Linked DNA regions of Mus musculus: all the other regions are linked to region 3. A link is a contact called in public HiChIP or PLAC-seq data. All regions are on one chromosome and are shown on one strand. The core of a region is the stretch at or near the end of the contact, and the rest is flanking DNA. Distances in the headings are between cores, read along the strand shown.

Region 1 (4,339 bases), core at 658-3,157, 150 kb after region 3:
GCAAAAGAGAAAACAGCTCAAGTACCAAGCTAATCTGAAAATCCTGACCTGTAGGCAATTTCTTCAGTGGCAAAGGAGTATTTTGACAAAGTTTTCCAAATGCTTTTTGTGTCACTAAACGCACGAGTGCATAACACGAATTCGGTGGTGATAAAGTCTGGTGGCTTTGCATAAGTCCTTCTGTCCCTGGTCTTTCTGGGTTATGAGAAAAGTGTAACCTTCAGAGGGACAACGCTCTGTCCTCGGGCTGCTGTGAGGCTCCCCACCATCTTATGGCCCTTGGTGGCACTGGGAGCTCTATCCTTTCTGATCATTACATCTTTTCTGTGTTGTTCCCAGCCTGTGAGTAGTCACTGCGCTCTGGCTTCAGGTTCAATGTCCCCTTCCCCACCTCCTGTTGAAGATTCCTGCATGCTGGGAGTTGTAGAGGGGACAGGACGTAAACCTCCTAGGTCACAGCTTGATCAAATTCTGATGGGTTTCATTTGCCTTTTCTTATAACACAAGTCTGCCGTTGACTGGGGATAGTGTACTCTGTGTGGTACTCTGTGCAGTGTGTAGTCCCCAAGGGCGTCTTCTGATTGAAGGAAAACATGTTTTGGAGTTTAGGCGTGGGCTATCGGGTGGCTAGATCATGACAGGTGGCATGGGAGCCCAGAAGGGGTGTGGATTCCTTTTTAGAATTTCCAGGGACCTGATACTATGTCTAGGAAGGACCCAAGTCTCTTCACTGTGAGAGCTGGTGTCCCAACACTTCATTGCTGAAGGGTTAGGTCCCCCATCTCTGTCCCAGACACCCCATGCTCGTCCTTGTTTAACATCCACATCACAAATTTTGTCAGCACAAGCTACAGTGTATCGCTACAGTGTGTCTTACTCTAGGATGGATCAGCTGGTAAACGTTAAAGAGGAGCCAGGCTGGACCCCATGGAAGAGTAGCCCCAGCTGTCTGAGAGGTAGAAACTGAGAGGTCAGGAGGAACCTCCTGATAAGGTGGAGGTCCCCGTCTAGTCTTCATGAAATGCTCTTGCCTTCCAGGCGAGATGTCTCCAAGGTCCCCCCAGGAGTTGATTCAGTTGTGCAAGTATAACTTTTCTGAACAAGAGAAAGGGTGAGGGGCTGCCTGGGCTCAGCTGTGCTTTGTGATTCGGAAGCACCGGCATATAAATATTCATAGGTTTTTAAATCATTTAAGTAATTAGTCTAAGTGAGAGCTGGCCCTGTACAGTGAGTGGAATCTAGAATCAGCTCTTTTTTCTGTTCAGTGATTTCTTTAGCGGTGTCCCTGCGTTAACTTATGAATGCCACCACACTGAAGGGATCAGAGCCAGAGGCCTCTGCAGTATGAGGCTCAAAGCTGAGCCCACCTCCTAGAAGGGGCTGGAAGAGTTGAAACACTGAGCTGAGGTGGCTTCCCCTCCCGTCAGAAAGCTGTTAACAGCCTTTCCTGGCTAACCAGCGAAGTGGGAAACACCTATTTGCATTTTAATGCTTGGGTCTTTTGGAGAGAGCTGTTTCTTCATAGAAACAGAATAATTAGCATCATCTCAGAAGATAGTATCTGTCAAACAAATGCGAGTCAGAGCAGAGTTGACTGAGGGGTCTCGGAATCCTACAGCTGCAGTCTCTGCAATGACTAAGCCAAGGTTGGGTTTTCTCAGAGAACCCAACATTTTTAATCAAATGCAAAATGCAGATCAGGGCTTCAATATGCAAACTGCCCGCATGGCCTATACTATGAAGTTCTGCATCATGGGGGCTATGTATGTAATGAGGTATTAAATATATATCCTCTCCCTAGCAAGAACAGAGAGCTGGCTCAGCTGTGAATCCTGGCCGGCAGCCGTGGGGTGAACCTGAGTGCAGGGCAGCTTGATTGTCCTGGGTCTGCCTCTGTCAGGAGGGTGACCCTGCAATGTGTTACCATGGAAAGAGGCCTCCCCTAGAGGAGCCAGCGCACTGGGAACAACCTCAGTTGTTGACACACAGCACCAACCTAAAGACCTAAGGTTCAGACTGCCTCCACTGCCTTTCCCACCGCCTGTTAGCTCACCATGAAGTATCAAGATCTACATGTGACTCTGATCTGTCTTTTTTATACACGAGAATAAGAGCACATCCCTGATTTCCAGCTTTATTAGGGTGAGTGTGAGGCCTTTTGCCTCTCTTAACAAGAGCCCAGTGAAAGACGTGGACACGACTGGACGAGGCGGCCCGTATGTAGGTTCATGGATTTGTCTGTTTACAGTTTAGGGTTTGACTGAGAAATCTTGTAATGACAGGCTGGGAGAACCTGTCAGATCTACTCGGGTGTTCTCAGAGATTCCGTAGGCTCACACCATGTAAACAAACTACAGTGCAAAGCCAGACTATTACGAAGTAAATTTACATGCAGGACTATTCTAAAGGGTAGCAGATGGGGTTTAGCACAAAGCATTCTTTAGAGCATAAGGTGGAGTGGCCGGTGGTGGTCATGTAAGTCTACATTTTGGAAATGTTCTTTGTGGAAATTTCTAGACCAAAGGTAAAATTTAAGTTTTAAAAACAATCTATAAACTCTTATGGTAAAGGATCTTCTTTATATCTTCATCATCACCATCACCACCATCACCATCATTACCACCACCACCATCACCATCAACACCACCATCATCACCATCACCACCATCAACACCACCATCATCACCATCACCACCATCAACACCACCATCATCACCATCACCACCATCACCATCAACACCACCATCATCACCATCACCACCATCAACACCACCATCATCACCATCACCACCATCAACACCACCATCATCACCATCACCACCATCACCATCAACACCACCATCACCGTCAACACCACCATCATCACCATCATTACCACCACCATCATCACCATCATCACCACCACTATCACCATCAACACCACCATCATCACCACCATCATCACATCATTACCACCACCATCATCACCATCACCATCAACACCACCATCACCATCAACACCACCATCATCACCATCACCATTTTGATCTTTCAAACACACAGAAGTGCACATCACTTGGAGAATTTTGCTTAGACATATAGACTCTTTTTTTTTCTGCTTCTCTCCCCTTATAAAGCATGACTAAGAAGTAATGTACGTAGGAGCATTATGCTCTTGATTTTTTTTTAAGTACAAGAAATTCAAGATTTTCCCCATAAGTGACTCTGAACAATAGGAAATCCCCCCACTGCTTGCCACCTCAGCAAATGGGTGTCACCCTGGGGTTTCCAAGACTTCTAAACAATGGAGATAATGAGTCAGGTGCTCTCTGAAAAAATGGACAGAGAGGCATTTCTGTCCCACCCACAGCCCGTTCTGCCTTACTGGAGAGAGAAGGCTATGATTGCTATGTTCGTGCTCTCTTTAAGGGTGTACCTTTTAATTCTGAGCTCCAGATAACAGTGGCCTTTCCTGACTGCTGTTCTTGGAGAGTGAAGAGACTATAACCAGCTCTTATTAAGTTCTCGACGTGAGCCGGGCACTCCAAAAGAATTAGTGTTGCCTAGGAACTGGGGCCTCTGCTAGCCAACCTGTCTTCCAGGAACATGAGATAGTCACTTAGTGCAAAACTGAAAGAACCTTCGGATGGGGAGATGGTGGGGGAGGGGGATGTCGGCTGCTGTCCTCATACAGGTCTGTACTGAAGGAGGTCAGGACTGAGGAAACCTAGGCTGATGCAGAAGGGCCCTTTTCCCAAGGAACGCCGCCCCCCCCTCAAAAAAGTGCTTTCAGTGCAGCAGTGCGAGGAGAAAGAGAGAGAGAGAGAGAGAGAGAGAGAGAGAGAGAGAGAGAGAGAGAGAACAAGCTGAGACTGAGGACTGAACGGATGTAAGGTCCAGGGTGCGTAGATGCAATGCATGTCCCATGCCTTGTAACACTGGGTGAAAAAGACAGGGCCGACGAGCGCCCTCTGTGCAAACCTAGACAGTCAGAAGTTTTCCCCCTAATAAGAAAAGAACTGTGAAAACACTGGCCAAGGGTAGATGGAGCACATGCTTGTTACATACCCAAGGTTGTAACTATTCTGTTGATAGAACACACTATTCACCATAAATGGGGACCTCAGCAAGGGCACAGTCTGCATCCCTCCCCTGTATGGTGGAAGAGAAATGGGTTGAAATTCATGTGAAAGCTGTTTAGACACTGTCAGGACCCAGTGCTCTGGATCAAAACCACAGCCCCTCCCCTACAAGCTGTCCCCCCCCCCAAAGCAAAGGAGAGTTTTGTACAGCATGTGAATGTGCTTCAAGGGGGTGAAGAGGCGACAGTGGACAACCAACCGACCTGAAAGAGACTTTC
Region 2 (4,657 bases), core at 1,830-4,329, 180 kb after region 3:
TCCCCACGCACACATATTCAAGTCTTCCACAAACACACACACACACACACACACACACAAAGAAAAAACAAAAGATGCAGTGCAAATCATTTTGGTTATGTTTTGTGGTATGGTGTGTGTGTGCACGTGTGCACAAACACACAGGAATACAGGCACTTTGTCGCACTTCCCTGGTTCTATTAGTTGTGAAAGACGGTGATAAGGTGTTCATTGTTTCTTAATCTACAAATGAGTCTCGTTGCTTATTGTCTTCCTTTGTAGAAACCTGTGTGAAGTTTTCTAACACGAAGCAAGGGACTTGGAAGATTCAAATCATCTCTTCACTAGAGTTGCTGAGCTTAGGACAAAGATCCCTTGTGTCTCTTCTTACCTCCACTGATGCAGGGGGCTGTCTGCTGTCAGGTGCTGGGCCAGGCCCTGACTCCTGTCCACCTGCAGGAAATGAATCTCTGGTTTAAGTGTTCTCATACCTTAGTGACCTCCATTAGATGAAGGACCTGAAGACTGGGGCATGGGTAGCAGTGAGTTTTCGTACAGTTACCAGCACATGGAAATAATCTTTTCTATGACTCACAAATCAGAGGAAATAAAACTCACTTGTGTAATCTTCCATGGGCACAATAAGACACACACAGAGTGCAACTTTTAGTATGAAGCTCAGTGTTTCCATGTTGGTTCTGAGAGCAGCAGTGTGTGTCTGGTGCTCTTAGGTCTTTCCATATGGCAAGGCCATCCTCTTCACTTCCAGGCCTCTGTGTGCTTGGTAGTATTGGTTGTGTTCCTGTATGGTGTATGTTCGATAGTGAGGCTTCACAGTTGGTGACGTCAGGGTCAGGGTCCCTCCACATGACTTTGTCTATGCTCAGTGTGCCCATAGGGACAGCTCCAGCTGACCCATCCTTGTGTTTATACTCTATCATGCTGCCTTTGTGATGGGCTTCCAAAAATCTACTATGCAGCATCCCTATAGAGGAGCCTCTGGGGTACCAGGTCCTAGTGTATAATAGAGTGGAGGCTCCTGGTGAAATCGGGTGGTACTACCCTCATCGGGCAGGAAGGCGAGGAAAAGAACAGTCCAGTCTCCTCATGGCTTCAGTTGCAAATCGAAATCAGGTAATCTCTCCGGAGGCACTTGGATGGCTTCTGCCTGTTTCATCTACTTTCTTGACCATCCATGGTAGTTTAGAAATAACCAGGCAACAGAGAAGAGATGGGCAGGTGACTGGTAAACAGGGCTTAAGGCCTGGGATTTCCAGAGCTGCCAGCTTCTAGAAGTCTATCCCAGGACCCCAGGGACAGAGTTGGTATCAGGATCCTGTTCCTTCTAGATAACGGGGTCAGGTTGACAGAGCGTGGAGGTCACCAACCCTTGTAGCCCATTCATTCAGTCAATATTTCCCTGAGCACACTTGGCCAATCCCATGTGAAGTGATGCGATGTCATAGGTGTGGTGAGGCTGAGAAGAGGAGGGAAAGACAGGTGTCCTCTGATTCCCTGGATAGCAGTGCACTCCTCTGGTTCCTCTGTTTCGTATTTACAGCACCCCACAGCTGGCGGGGGAGAAATGGGTCTGAACATATCTCCCATTACCACAGCTTTAACTCCAGAATTTCCCTTGGGGACCTGGGCTCCCAATCTCAGATAGTCAACCGTTGTTATGTAACTTAACAGTTTTTTCAGTTGCTCCCAGGGGCCAGGATGGTAACCTTGCTAGCAATGCAAAGGGCTTAGTCTTCATGGAAAGAGAGGTTGCTAGGTGGTGGCTGCTACAGACAGATGCCCATATGGAAGAGAGGAGACAGGCAATCCGGTCAGGGCTCTAACACTTGAGTACTTCCCTGTGCTTTCTGGAGTGATTTTTTTTTTAAGACAGTGCGAATATTTTATATTCCAGAGACTACAGTTAGAGTCCTTGGAGCTTTGCATCAAAGTTTGCACTCAGGTCTGAGTAACATGGAACTCATGACAGATAGGATTCTGGGAGGAATGGTCTGAAAGAATGGGTTTGTTCGTTTGTTTTGCTGTTAAGGAAATGTCTACACTGCATAAACTTTACTGCCCACCCCATGCTCCGCTGGGCAGTAGAGGTGTGTTTACAGTGTGTACCTGTGGCCTCACAGAGCCTCCCCAGTGCTTCACTGTTCCTTAAAGTAAAGACTTACATGGATGAGAAATGGGTCCCAGAAGCTGCCCTTGGGACAGTCTGGGTGACAGGCAGAAAGGCACAACCCCCCCCCCCCCCCACACACACACACAGCCTCTTGGCTGTCACTTCCTCTGGGCACAAGGGTGTATCTTGACAAGGAGGTGGCTCTGTCTTGTGGAGTGACCTTTAGAGGTCACTGGTTGTGGCAGCACACTTCTTTGTCTTTAAACCTGGGACACTGATGGATCCCAGGCTCCATAAATAGAGAGTCCGGGTTTTAGAATCTCAGATTTTACAAATGGAAATTGAAGTTGAATTCCTTCCCCTGAATGTGACTCCAGATATGTGCTCCAGACCCAGTGCCACTTCCGAACTGGAGTTCTGGGCTAGTCTGCTCACACGGGAAAACTGCCACAACTATCCACCCATGCCTTGTGTCCCCTTTGTCTATATAGCCCATTCCTTCCATTTTTATACTTTCTAGCAATGCTTCCTGTAAATCTATAGTATAATTTTATTTCAAGTACATCAAATAGTTGAAATTGGGTCAGGCAAATGTCAGAATATCCTGTTCCCAAATGTGTAGATAGATGGACACAGTCTGATATTCCACAGGCTAGAAATAAAGAGAAGCTGACCTCTGCTCCTGAGGACTCCATGTCCTCTCTGATGGTATCTGTTTTCTTAGGAAGTTTTCTGTATCATTCTTGTAGCCTTGGGCTGTCATGGCTTCTCCCTAGACCCTCTGTTAGAACCCTATAAATAAATTGCATGAGCTTTAGAGAGATTTTCACAGTGCCTTTAATCATGTGTAGAATTCTAATTGCTTGTACTCTGTAACTTCCCAAGTAACGCTGATCATAAGGGGCGAAGCTGTTTGGTAGTTCTCAGCCTGCTGTGCGAGCGAGCAGTGAGGCCGTCTTTGCTAATCTGCCACGGCTCATTCTGTCCTAAGAGCAGGTTTTGTGAAACTTCCCTTGAGATTCTGCAGCATACGCACGATCCCAGAGGAGCATAAAAGCTAGTTTCATAATCTTTGTGAAGTCTTTGGAATTCTGAATCTTGATGGGTCCTGTGGAGAAAGGATAGAAGAGAAACTGCAAAAGGAGGCCCTGGGTCCTTTTCAGAGCACAGTCAGATGTATTTAGCCAGCCCAGCCCTGCAGGGGACCAGTGAGGGCTATGTGAGTAGTACCTGTACCCCAAGGGCAGAACACATGAACCCATAAGTGTGTGACCAGCACCACCATGGCTCTGGGTGAATCATCTTCAGCAGGGTCTAAGGGTCCTGGATGTTGGCAGAGCCCCAAAATCATGTGTGTTGTTGAAGGATGGATTTGAAGGAAGGGTTTGAGAAGGGTCATACTCTGCTCTGTCCTCTGCCGATGCCCCTCCTCTGTTGGTAGCTTCATGAACTTGAGGAAAGAAAGGTGCTTTCAATAAGGGTGTTATAAGGGCAAGGGGGATCTGAAAATTACATTAGCATCCACCGCAACTGCTTATTGAAAGATGCTGGTTTATATCCATGCACAAGTTTTAACACTTATAGACAGACACACATTAGGGAAACACACCTTTGCCCTTGCATTTCGGATGAAGATGTTCTGGGTTGCTGGCTATCTTTCTGAAAGGGAAGCTCTTGTTGAAAAACCTTAAGTCACACACATCACTTAGGGAGAGTTTGGCAAGCATCAAGGCTGTGAGGGCAGAGAATCATTGCTAATGAGGGTCCTTGGGGACAATTTTATGTCAACATCTCTGTAAAGGATGTGGCAGGAGCAATACAATCTAAATCCTTGAAGCTCATATGCCAAACTGTTTCCTCATTTACCTTTCTGTGGCTCACAGCTTGCCCTGTAAATGTCTTCCTGCACTTAATTCTTTCTTGCCTCCCTCTCTAGCTCTCCTTCCATCCTCCACCCAGCTGGCTCCTCTAACAGGCAGAAGTTCTACATAACACACTGTCTTGAGCTGCAGTGGATACATGGGAAGGCCTTGTCCAAATGATACATAAAATGCCTAAGGAAAAATTGAGCCTTGAGTGACCATATGACCCTCTAGTTTCATGCCAAGAGAGGACAGTGTGCCATGGAGTATGAAAAGGAGCCACAGAGGGACAAAGAGAACAGTTAGGTGATGGCCCTGGTGTGAATCACTCTATAACCAGTGCCGATGTACGGTATACGAGATGGATCACATCAGAATATTGTCCAAAGGATCAAAGATTTCTAGGAGAATTTTTAAAGGGAGGTCTTCCCTTCCCACTGCCAGGACAGTTCTGAATGGCAGTATAACTCTGACTGTGGGAGCTCAGAGAGGAGAGATAATCCTTGAACAAGTGGTAGAGACCACACCCTGAGTATACATTGCTAGGGATAAGCAGAAGGTGGGGTGGGTCAGTACATGCCGCTGCTGGCTGAGGTCCAGCTCGGCATGATTGACTCCGGAGAGGCCATGGAAGTAGAATGTGTCATTATCTCTGTCCTCTTTGCTGTTCATGGGGAAAGGACAT
Region 3 (4,243 bases), core at 772-3,271:
GGAGTAGTGCCAGTAGCCTGGTGACCAAGACAGGAGGTACTAATTCTCTCTTGGCTCTGGAGGCCAGACTCTGAACGTGAGGTACAAGCTGAGGGAATGGTTCATTCTGTAGTTTCTAGGGGTCCATTCCACGCCTCTTTACACAACCTGGTGGTGACTGGAGATCCTGGTGTTCTTTGGCTATAGAACCATCAGTCTAGTTAATTTGCCTGTCTTCACGTTGATGTCAGTGTCCTGGGATGCTTGTCATTGGTCTTCCCTAATTAGAGAGTGATCTCATCTCAAGGTCCATAATTATGTCTACAAAGACTTATTTCCAATAATATGGTATTCTGAGGACCCAAGTGGACATAGCTTTGCAGGGTGGGCGTGGAGGAAGGCATTTAACCTACTCCAGTGGTGAAGGCAACCTCCTTGCTGAGCACATCCTATTGCAGGAGCTTACTTTCCTGAAAGAGGTCTTCAGTGTCCACTGAGAGGAAGCATATGTATGTATAGTTAGTTATTCCTTCCAGTAACCTGCTGTGTTGATGGGGCAGACTGAAGAAGATCTGTATTGGTTTACTGGGTTTTTTTAAAAAAATATTTAATTATTTATTTTATGTATATGAGTACATTGTAGCTGTCTTCAGATGCACCAGAAGAGGACATCAGATCCCATCACAGCTGGCTGTGAGCCACCATGTGGTTGCTGGGAATTGAATTCAGGACCTCTCCAAGAGCAGTTGGTGCTCTTTAACTGCTGGGTTATTTCTCCAGCCCAGATTTACTGTACGCATATCATGAATATTAAAGCAAGGTTTTGCTGTGGCTACTCCTTTACACTGAGTAACCTCAACACAGATTCCCCACTGGGGTCCGGAAGCACATTCCCTCAGACCAGTAGCAGCACACTATAAACTTTGCAGCTTAAATGGTTGAGCCACAACGTACTTTAAAGGAGTATGTTAGTCTAATTTGGTCCAAACATAGTGTGTCCTGTCCTAAGCCAGTACTATGAATAGTGAATTGTCTAGCAGAAACCCTGCCTTTTCCAAGTGAGCTGTCAGGCCACTGGAGTAATTCAGGGAGATCCAGGGAGGTTTTTCTAGGACAGTATTTCTGAATGTCTCCTGCAGTATTTGCACAGTGGCCAGGCTCAATGGCTATTCTCTTATCCTTGGTCATCACCAGCCACTGTCTCTGTAGACATGTCGGTGGAGGAATCCAAAGCTCTAATAAACCCAAGCTCTTTGGTTATTCTGCATGTGCTTTTAGAGAAAGTTACTTTGCTATTATGAGGTTTTAGGCATAGTCCTTTGGCCATCCACTGGGCACATAAGGTTCTCATTATCTTTACCAGATCACACCCTTAACTCTACTAGGATTCTTGTGTGTAATGTTTGCCTCCTCGGGTGGAGTTTCTGTACTTCAAACATAAGTGATCAGGTTATTTTCTACCAGGACACCTGCAACTGAAGCAGGTGTAAGGATGTGTAGATGCCAGCGGTCTCTGGTCTGCCCTCCCATTCCCCCTCCTGCTTACAGTTGGTTCTTAGCCCAGTCCGGTATACTGAAAGATTGGAGTGGAAGGCTTGCCTCTTTCCCCTGCAACTTCTCAGATGCCAGGGCGCTTGGAATCTTCAGCATGAGTTGCTCGTGTAGACGGGCCTCTCCGAACACCCTGCCCACTCACTTTTATGAAGACCTGTGTCGTCAGCTCTGTGACGCTTCGTAGGAAGTTGCCCATTTATGGCTACTAGAGCAAATGATATCATCACAATAGGTGGCTCCTGTCTAAATAGGGATCGTTTGTGAAATGAGATTATAGGCATTTATCTGAAAGAGCAAGAGACAGAGCACCTGCTCTCCGTAATTGCTGTCCCGGGGGACAGCACTGTGCTCTAATCAAGGCGTCCATCTCCATGGCTAATTTTGTTACCAGCAGAGAGCTTGCGTTTAGCGCTCAGTGCCAGGCAGCCCCCATATCCACATGGAATCCACTCCAGATCCATGTTTTCTATTACGCTTGAATATATGGGACATGCATAGGGATCCTATGCCCGCCACCGTGCTGCAGTGTGCCTGTTTTGCAGAGTACCGTGGATGCCTAGTCCAAGCCGAGGCTGACTGGAGCTGTGACCACTCACTTGGTCACCCTGGCCTCCTCCTTCCTTTGCAGCGAGGTTGAAGTGCCTCTGCGTGCATAGCTTCCCATCTGCTGTGGAGCTGCCTTGCACTTCACATTCGGATGCTGCAAGGCGTGCAGCAGGAGTCTCGCTTCGGTAAGTCAAAGGTGACTCATTTCTCACTTTCCCTGTGTCTTGGATGTAGACTTTACTAGTTCCGTGGCCTCTGGGAAATGATACTTAACTGATCAGCACTCGACCAGCTAAACCGACAGCTGCTTACCTCTCTGTACTTTGCAGCATGTTTTTTTTTTTTTATGTTTTTTTTTTTTCTTTCATTGCTCTGTTTCATAGACCTAGGGTTGTACTGCTTTCGTAAGTGAAATACTCATGTCTTGATAGATGGTAGTGACAGCCAGGAGACAGCACTGCAATCCAGGGAGCATCCTCCATTCTCTGGGGGGACTTGGGGGAGATGGTCTTGCACAGCAATCCAGGACCATAGCATTGTCCTAGGCAGACAAGTTCTGTCTCTAATTAACCATCATTTCGATAGTCACCAGATACTGGAGCAGTCTGTAATGCAAGCACTGTTTTGGCTGGCTCTCCTTTTATTTCAGCAAAGATGTGGCAACTGGGCTGTGGGTTCCGTGATCCCCTGGGAATGAGTAAATCCAGGGACCTTAGGTCATTAAACCTGTGTTTCATAGGCTAGCAAGAGAGAGAAGCCTGCGGAGAGGGCTTCCTTTGTGTGGCTGAGTGCAGTAAAGGGTTTTGAGCTCTTCCCAGCTGCAGTTGAATAGGATGAAAGAGGGGAGAGGTGCTGGGATGGACACCCGCTGGGAAGAGCTGTCTGTGCCCGGTCTTTATAACCAAAGCCCCTTCCAAAGCACTAATTTCGCGCTTACCCCAAGTAGCCCTCCTTGGCTTTGTAGGAGGAGATGGTGTGCAAGTGTCATGGACTTGCTGAGCTTTTGAATAAAGCGTGCTTTGGAGTGCACAGTCTGACAGGGAGCTCTGAGAACCCAGCCAACTGCTTCACACCAGCCAGGAAGGTTTTTTTTTTTTTTCCCCTTTGCAGCGAGGAACTGTGTAGCTGGTCCAGCTGATGTGGCTGGTCCCCAGCCTCCTCTGGGTGAGCGAGCCACAGGGATGAAGATGAGGTGTGCCTGGTGTGGTCTTTCTCCGCACACTTCCTTCTCACTCTGCCTTGACATGTTCCGTTTTATTCTTGCTTTCCCTCTGGAAAGGAAACACTCCTCTCCAAAGAGCACGGCCACATCTGGCCACATCTGGCCCCTTCCGGGCACCGAAGAGACTTGTTGTTGCCTCCGCATCTGGGTAGTCGCTGGCTGTACACATTCCCCGTTATAAATGGCTGAGTTTTCACAGGGAGGACTTGCACGCTGCAAAGGACTGAGCATGTCCAGAGGGAAGCTGCCATTGGCTTCCGCGTTTCCAGGTGGATATCGACTGCTTCATTCATAATTCTATCCCCAGAGCTCAGGTCTGTCACCTTCCAGGAGCTCAGTGTCCAGGAGGAATTTTGTAGCCTTAAGTCTATTCCCAGGTGAGGGTCAGTCCATTCGACTTTACCCAGCCCTTTAAATTATGCTTCATCGAGCAACAAGTATTTTATTACCCACAACCACCCATCACCCTTGCCCTTCACCCGAGAGAGCTCACAGGACCACACTCGACATCCCAGTACTGCATGGATGTCCCAGCCTTTGGTTGGATTTGTAGCCCAAGTTGAAGGTTGCTGCTGGAAGTAAGCCTAGAGAGACGTTTAGATCACAGCACAGTTAGACATCTGCTAGAGAAGCAGGCCACTGGCTCTTTCCCTAAGTTTAAACCCCGCCTTTACATGTATCCATTACTCAGTGCTAAGTGTATTTAAGTAATGTGTACTTTTTTTTTTTAAATCGAATCAGTTCAATATAATTAAAGCAGAAGGTGGGGCAGTAGAAATGAAGTATGACTTTGTGACAGTGTTCACCCACATGTAACCACAGCATGTGCACACAGGTCTCTGGCAGACATTTCACAGCCCTGCTGTGATGCTGTTTGAGGCCTCTAGGTATTTTCTGGACAAACTTTAGTTCTCTCTCGTGGTCTCAAACACGGCTTCCAAA

What was found. HiChIP or PLAC-seq counts read pairs in DNA pulled down with a chosen protein or histone mark.
Region 1: an H3K27ac HiChIP or PLAC-seq map of SST interneurons shows a contact between it and region 3, with 2.4 times the contacts expected there. The contact joins two enhancer-like sites. A contact is called at or near these places in 3 of 484 Hi-C or Micro-C datasets (muscle stem cells, nephron progenitors and stem cell-derived motor neurons), 6 of 115 datasets of contacts at active chromatin or transcription factors (SST interneurons, astrocytes, embryonic basal ganglia and 3 more) and 2 of 9 other capture datasets (adipose tissue and pancreatic islet).
Region 2: an H3K27ac HiChIP or PLAC-seq map of SST interneurons shows a contact between it and region 3, with 2.1 times the contacts expected there. The contact joins two enhancer-like sites. A contact is called at or near these places in 3 of 484 Hi-C or Micro-C datasets (cerebral cortex, nephron progenitors and ventricular fibroblasts), 4 of 115 datasets of contacts at active chromatin or transcription factors (SST interneurons, astrocytes, embryonic forebrain and 1 more) and 1 of 9 other capture datasets (pancreatic islet).

Annotation. Positions count from the first base shown.
Region 1 is chr8:14,531,899-14,536,237 of GRCm38.p6, forward strand. All of the region lies in intron 4 of Dlgap2 (DLG associated protein 2), which reads left to right. Among named protein-coding and RNA genes, the nearest start is that of C030037F17Rik, 230 kb to the right of the region's middle. Within about 2 kb of position 1,908, at least 11 of the 459 cell types and tissues checked have an H3K27ac peak or open chromatin away from gene starts, as enhancers often do. A contact at or near this core is called in SST interneurons, embryonic basal ganglia and stem cell-derived motor neurons, where this site is marked.
Region 2 is chr8:14,554,377-14,559,033 of GRCm38.p6, forward strand. All of the region lies in intron 4 of Dlgap2 (DLG associated protein 2), which reads left to right. Among named protein-coding and RNA genes, the nearest start is that of C030037F17Rik, 210 kb to the right of the region's middle. Within about 2 kb of position 3,080, at least 5 of the 459 cell types and tissues checked have an H3K27ac peak or open chromatin away from gene starts, as enhancers often do. A contact at or near this core is called in SST interneurons, where this site is marked.
Region 3 is chr8:14,379,925-14,384,167 of GRCm38.p6, forward strand. The region is part of intron 3 of Dlgap2 (DLG associated protein 2); the gene reads left to right. Among named protein-coding and RNA genes, the nearest start is that of Gm26184, 110 kb to the left of the region's middle. Within about 2 kb of position 2,022, at least 72 of the 459 cell types and tissues checked have an H3K27ac peak or open chromatin away from gene starts, as enhancers often do. A contact at or near this core is called in SST interneurons, embryonic basal ganglia and stem cell-derived motor neurons, where this site is marked.